Regions from separate parts of the Sus scrofa genome. Here region 1 is linked to region 2. Evidence: chromatin contacts called from public Hi-C data. All regions are on one chromosome and are shown on one strand. The core of a region is the stretch at or near the end of the contact, and the rest is flanking DNA. Distances in the headings are between cores, read along the strand shown.

Region 1 (3,087 bases), core at 71-2,570, 38 kb before region 2:
GCTCCAATTCATCCCCTAGCCTGGGAAGTTCCATATGCTGTGGGTTTGGCCCTAAAAAGGCCAAAAAAAAAAAAAAAAAAAAAAAAAAAAAGAAAGAAAGAAAGAAACTGGGAGAACAGTTTGGTGACTGCTGCACTGATCTAAGCTGGTAGGGGCCCAGCCTAGGGCCATAGAGGTAGAAGTGGTAAGAAGGGGTTGGATTCAGGAAACATCATGGAGCTAGAACAGCCTGGCCTTGCTAAATTACGCTAAATAATGCTTTGGAAGTAGAAGGTGAGAGAAAAAAAGGAATCAAGGATATCATCTTAGCTTTGGCCTAAGCAACTGGACATACGGCAGTACCACTTGCTGGGGAATGCTGGGGGAGGAACAGGTTTAGGGTGGGAATGGGACTCAAGTTCAGCTTGAGAAGTTTATGGAAGTTTGAGATGCCCATTAGACATCTAGGTGGAGAGTGGTCAGGTCTGCAACACTAGCTGGAGCTCAGGGGGGTGCCTGGGCTGGAGAGGGGAGACATTACAAGTCATCAGTGCATAGGCAGTACAGCTGGAGGGGAGAGCAGAGCCAGCCTTCCCTGGGCGCTGCCCCTGCCAGCCTTACCTCCTGGCCCCAGCGGTCCCTCCAGTCCATCCAGCGGAGGCCGTCTCGGGAATAACGCAGCCGGTAGCTGGGGGAGAATTCCTTGCCCAGGCCCCCCGCGTGCCTCCCCTGGGTGCCCACCAGCGCCACCAGGTGCAGCCGCCGCAAGTCCACCTGCAGGTATTCCTCCTCCTTGGGAAACACTGGCCCTGCAGGGCACCATGCCCCATCTCCGTCACTGCTTTCCAGCCTGGGAGGAGGCAGGAGGTCACAGGGAACACCTGGCCTGAGGTCTGCCTCAGTCTCCAGTATTTAAAGTCCCTTGCCCCCGCCCAGTACTGTGGGGGTTTTATTGGCATTGGCCCTCTCATAAGCCTCTTGGCTTGGGCAGAGAGTTGGAAGGGTGAGTGGAGGCCCCAGGTGCTCCCTCTGGGGCAGCCCCAGGTATGCCAGATACCTGCTGTGGCGAGCCGCAGTGGAGTCTGACCAGGAGCTGGAGGCAGAGATGTCACCATCTGGGATGGTCCGGTCCTGCATGCCCAAGGCATAGCGGCACTTGGCTGGGTGAACACAGGCATACAGAGGGTCATGGCTCCTGACTCGGTCTCCCAAGCCCCATCCCTCAGGGACCCAAGAGCCAGTCTCCTCACCAGGGTCAAAATGTCCCTTCATGTCAGCATCTCCCGTTGCCACCAAGAGCAGCAGCAGTAGCAGTAGAGATGAGAGGGCCCTTGGCCCCATAGCTCCTATTCCCTCGGGCCTAAGGGGGTGGGGGCAGCATCTCTGCAGGGAACATAAGGGGTATTGGGGGGGGAGTAAGTTAAAGGGCAATCAGGGAAACTGAGTCACAGCCAACAAGAGACAAATAGAATGGGCTGCTTTGGGATAATTGCAGTGATAATTGGGATAATTTTTAGACTGTTTCCCATGTGCCAAAGACTGAGCTGAACTCTGGTCCCCTCCCCACCTAGGAACTTAATTCTAAGAGAAGTGGGGGAACCCAGCACCTTCCAATCTCAATGTTCTCTATAGCCCTTCTGGTTCCTGACCCAGTAGCCTCAGTAACATCTGGGCACTTGGGAGAAATGCAGAATCTCAGGTCCCACCCTGGACCTGCTGAATCAGAATCTGCATTTTAACACAATCTCCAGGTTATCTGTGCCTATTAAAGCTTGAGAATCCTCACTCTTCTTCACTGGTGCCCAGGCAGCTTGCCGCCCCTCCCTGCCCCACCTCCCCGCAAAACCATTCCAACGACTAGTTTTTTTTTTTTTTTTTTTTTTTTTTTTTCTTTTTTTGCTATTTCTTTGGGCCACTCCCGTGGCATATGGAGGTTCCCAGGCTAGGGGTCTAATCGGAGCTGTAGCCACCGGCCTACGCCAGAGCCACAGCAACGCGGGATCCGAGCCGCGTCTGCAACCTACACCACAGCTCACGCAACGCCAGATCGTTAACCCACTGAGCAAGGCCAGTGATCGAACCCGCAACCTCATGGTTCCTAGTCAGATTCATTAACCACTGCGCCACGACGGGAACTCCCAACGACTAGTTCTTATGAACCTAGGTATCTACCCTCCCCAGCCTCAGGAAAAGCAGTCCTGACCAGTCCTCTTCCCAACAGAGGTCTTCACTGAGTCCTCCAGGCCCTGGAATCCTTGGGGACCCCTAGGGCCACCCTTCACACCCTTACCCCTTCTGTCATCAGGTCCAAAGCATCCCATCCCCTCTCCCTGCTATGCCTTCCCTTCCTAAGACCCTGCTATCCCCAGTTCCCAATTTCTGAAGAAAGAGCCCAGGGCTGAGGAAAAGGCTGAGTTGCCTTGGAGATGAGGGCGGGCCTAAAGACAGGGAAGCCAGGTCACCCCAGGAGGTAGGAGGAGTATGGGGGATACTCCCCCATCCTTTTGTCCTCCAGCTGCTCCCATAATGCTCCAGGGCAGGAATGTAAGAGGCAGCTGAGACCCCACAGCTCCAAAGCAGCAGCTGAGGGGGTTGACTGAGTTGTGGGGGGACCTGGGTATCAAAGGAGAGCTGGAACCAGAAGCATCATGCCTGGTCCCTTGGAAGTCCACGAGCAGGCACAGGGGAGCAGGCTGCCAGAGCCCCAGGCAGCCAGCCTGGGATTCCTGGGTGCTGCTCTCCACCCCCACCTCTCCCGGGAACAGCAGGGCCCTTGTTCCCCTGAGTAACCTTCATGCCTATCCCAGATGAGTCATCAGAGCCAGACAGAGCAAGAGGAGCCCGGGGCAGAGATACAAAGACAGGCAGAGGATAGAAGGCAGGGGGAGACAGGGCAAGAAACACAAAGCAAGAGGTAAACAGAGCAGGCTTCTAAGCACACGGCACAGAGCCAAGCAGAGAAACGCACAGAGAGACGTCTGGGGCAATCTGTTTTCTGACACCAAGTTACCCCATTTCTCTCCACTGGGTCAGAAACACCAAGGACAGGCCCAGAAGACCTACTCTAACTCTGCTCCACTGCAACCAATTACAAGCCAGGGGCTGGAA
Region 2 (2,957 bases), core at 37-2,536:
TCTATGTCCTTCTGAGCAGAATTGAAGGCCACCCACCCTCTGCTACTATATAATTATCTGCATTACATAAAAAAGGAGAAAAACTGTTTATACCCTGGAATCTTACTTCAAAGGGGTTCTTCTGGTGGAAATGTGATGAATAATGTTACTGCCCCAGGATGACAAAGGATAGTGCTGACACCCGGTAGCCTTGTGATGTGTGTCATATTTTAGATTATAAATATAAGTGATGTCTTTCTCTTTCTTTTTTTTTTTTTTTGTCTTTTTGTTGTTGTTGTTGTTGTTGTTGTTGCTATTTCTTGGGCCGCTCCTGCGGCATATGGAGGTTCCCAGGCTAGGGGTTGAATCGGAGCTGTAGCCACTGGCCTACGCCAGAGCCACAGCAACGTGGGATCCGAGTCGCGTCTGCAACTTACACCACAGCTCACGGCAACGCCGGATCGTTAACCCACTGAGCAAGGGCAGGGACCGAACCCGCAACCTCATGGTTCCTAGTCGGATTCGTTAACCACTGCGCCACGACGGGAACTCCCAGATGTCTTTCTCTTTCTGACGTACTTCACTTAGTATGAACATCTCTAGGTCCATCCATGTTGCTGCAAATGGCATTATTTCATTCTTTTTCATGGCCGAGTAGTATTCCATTATACATGTACCATATCTTCTTTATCCATTCATCTGTCCATACATGGAACTTAGATTGTTTCCTTGTCTTGGGTATTGTGAATAGTGCTGTAATGAACATAGGGGTGTGTTATCTTTTTGAATTATAATTTTGTCTAGGTGCATGCCCAGGAGTGGGATTGCTTGATCATGCAGAAAAAAGATTAGAAATTTTTAAAAATCCATACACAATTTATTAAAATCAAAGACTACAGAGAGAAGATATTCAGTAAGTGAGAAATAAAGGACGTGCATCAAAAATAGTTGGGTTTTATTTTTCTGAGCCAGCCCCTCCCTTGTTTCCATGCCCTTCTTTATATTAAAAAAAAAATTCAGACTTTGGAGACATTTCACAAAAATCCTGCCAAGGAAAATACCAAGAATTCAATGGGCACAGGAGCCCACAATGCAATAAAGAGAAAGCCACAAAATGTTTTGGATGGCTTTAAAAGTATGTTACATTTATCATTGTTGATTATAAAATGTGCATGAAATATCACATTCCTAATGTTTTCCTCAACCAAATGGAATCTGCTCTGTGTTCCAAACTGCTAGACTGTGAGGAAATTCAACCCTAGTCATTAGTGGGGCTCCCTCCTCCCTTCATGAGATCATAAAACATCAGGGGTTTATTCAGTGCCAGAAAAGCTGAGAGCAAGGCCAGGTCCTTAGTAACCAGTGGTGGCTGTCACAGCTCAGGCTTGCTATAATAAAATACCACAGACCAGGTGGCCTAAACAGCAAACATTTCTTTCTCACAGTTCTGGAGGCCCAGAAGTCTTAGAACGAGGGGCTAGAAGATTCAGTGTCTGGTAAGAGTTCTCTTCCTTGTTTCCAGATGGCCAGCTTCTCTCTGCATCCTCACATGACAGAGACAGAGGAGGGATCTGGTCTTTTCCTCTTCTTATCAGGGCACTAATTCTACCACTGGGGTCCCACCTCATGACCTCACCTAAACCTAACTACCTTCCAAAGACTCCACCCCCAAATACCATCACGTTGGGGATTAGGGCTTTGACATATGAATTTAGGGGTGATACAAACACTCCATCCATAGCAGCAGCCATGGTTTCCATTGATCCCTCTTCTTTCAGAGGTTTCTGTCAAACCCTGGTGTCCTCTGGATCAGGCACTGCCCCTTATGGATGTCCATATCACTGACCACAGAGTTCCCCTGGGGTACCATGTCCTGTGTCCCTAGTGGAGAGAAACCATGTCCGGCCTCTCTGGGCTTTGTCCAGCCATCTTTCAGCCTAGGTATGCCCTGGGAAAAATCAGAAGCCTGAGTCTCCACTACTCATTGAGCAGAAGGTACCAAATTTCCAGGTCCCAGAGAATCTCAACCTCCGCTAAGCACATACCCACAACCCACTTCTGTCTCAGCCTAGATGTTTATACATGACCCTAACACCAACACTCACCCACCCTCTCCATATCCAAAACAGAAGCTCAGAAATGAGAACAAAAACTTCATAACCTTCTCAGTGAGGGAAATACACATAGAGCAACAAGAACAAAACAAAAAATAATTCCATAATAAATTATCCTGCCACAAGCCTGACAGCTAAAAGAATTCTAATGAAATGAAGATTTGGCAAATACTGTAGCCACACTGGCAAAGTAAGTTAATGAGATGGATTCTTACAGAGCTCATCATGGACACGAAGGCTGTGGACTAGGTAAAGATTCAGCTGTTCCTGTTACCTATCGCTGCATAACCACTCCAAACCTAGTGGCTTAAAACCACTCACTGCATAACTACTTCAAACCTAGTGGCTTAAAGTTAGTGACTTTGTCAGTTCGCAAGTCTACTCCTATTGATATCAACTGGGGTCACTCAGGGCCATCATTTGGCAGATGAGCTAGTCTAAAGAGTCCAGGACGGGAGTTCCTGTTGTGGCTCAGTGGTTAACGAATCCCACTAGAAACCATGAGGTTGCAGGTTCGATTCCTGGCTTTGCTCAGGAGGTTAAGGATATGGTGTTGCCGTGAGCTGTGGTGTAGGTTGCAGACGCAGCTCGGATCCTGTGTTGCTGTGACTCTGGCGTAGGCCGGTGTTTACAGCTCCAATTAGACTCCTAGCCTGGGAACCTCCATGTGCCTCGGGAAGCAGCCCTAGAAAAATGCAAAAAGACAAAAAAAAAAAAAAAAAAAAAGAAAAAGAGTCCAGGACAGTTTCCCTTACACCTCTGTCTCCTTGGTGGGGACAGCTGGGCTCTGCTGGTGGTTGACCCCAGGGCTGGACACGGCTGTTCCATCATACAGTCTCGGGGAATTTGGACTTCCTGCATGGT

Evidence for each region. A called contact is a pair of places that touch in the nucleus more often than the background predicts.
Region 1: a Hi-C map of embryonic fibroblasts shows a contact between it and region 2, with 3 times the contacts expected there. The contact joins the promoter of DDR1 here to the enhancer-like site in region 2. A contact is called at or near these places in 3 of 5 promoter capture datasets (fetal skeletal muscle, liver and skeletal muscle), 25 of 47 Hi-C or Micro-C datasets (adipose tissue, alveolar macrophages, blood and 15 more) and 2 of 2 datasets of contacts at active chromatin or transcription factors (alveolar macrophages and skeletal muscle).

The regions. Positions count from the first base shown.
Region 1 is chr7:23,378,705-23,381,791 of Sscrofa11.1, reverse strand. DDR1 (discoidin domain receptor tyrosine kinase 1) reads right to left here and starts at 1,320. Exons shown (of 17, transcript NM_001123105.1): 1 at 1,230-1,320; 2 at 1,037-1,139; 3 at 601-829. The coding sequence starts at 1,320.
Region 2 is chr7:23,341,155-23,344,111 of Sscrofa11.1, reverse strand. The region is part of intron 1 of LOC102164321 (a long non-coding RNA gene); the gene reads right to left. Among named protein-coding and RNA genes, the nearest start is that of DDR1, 38 kb to the left of the region's middle. Within about 2 kb of position 1,286, at least 19 of the 83 cell types and tissues checked have an H3K27ac peak or open chromatin away from gene starts, as enhancers often do. A contact at or near this core is called in adipose tissue, embryonic fibroblasts, omental adipose tissue and 3 more, where this site is marked.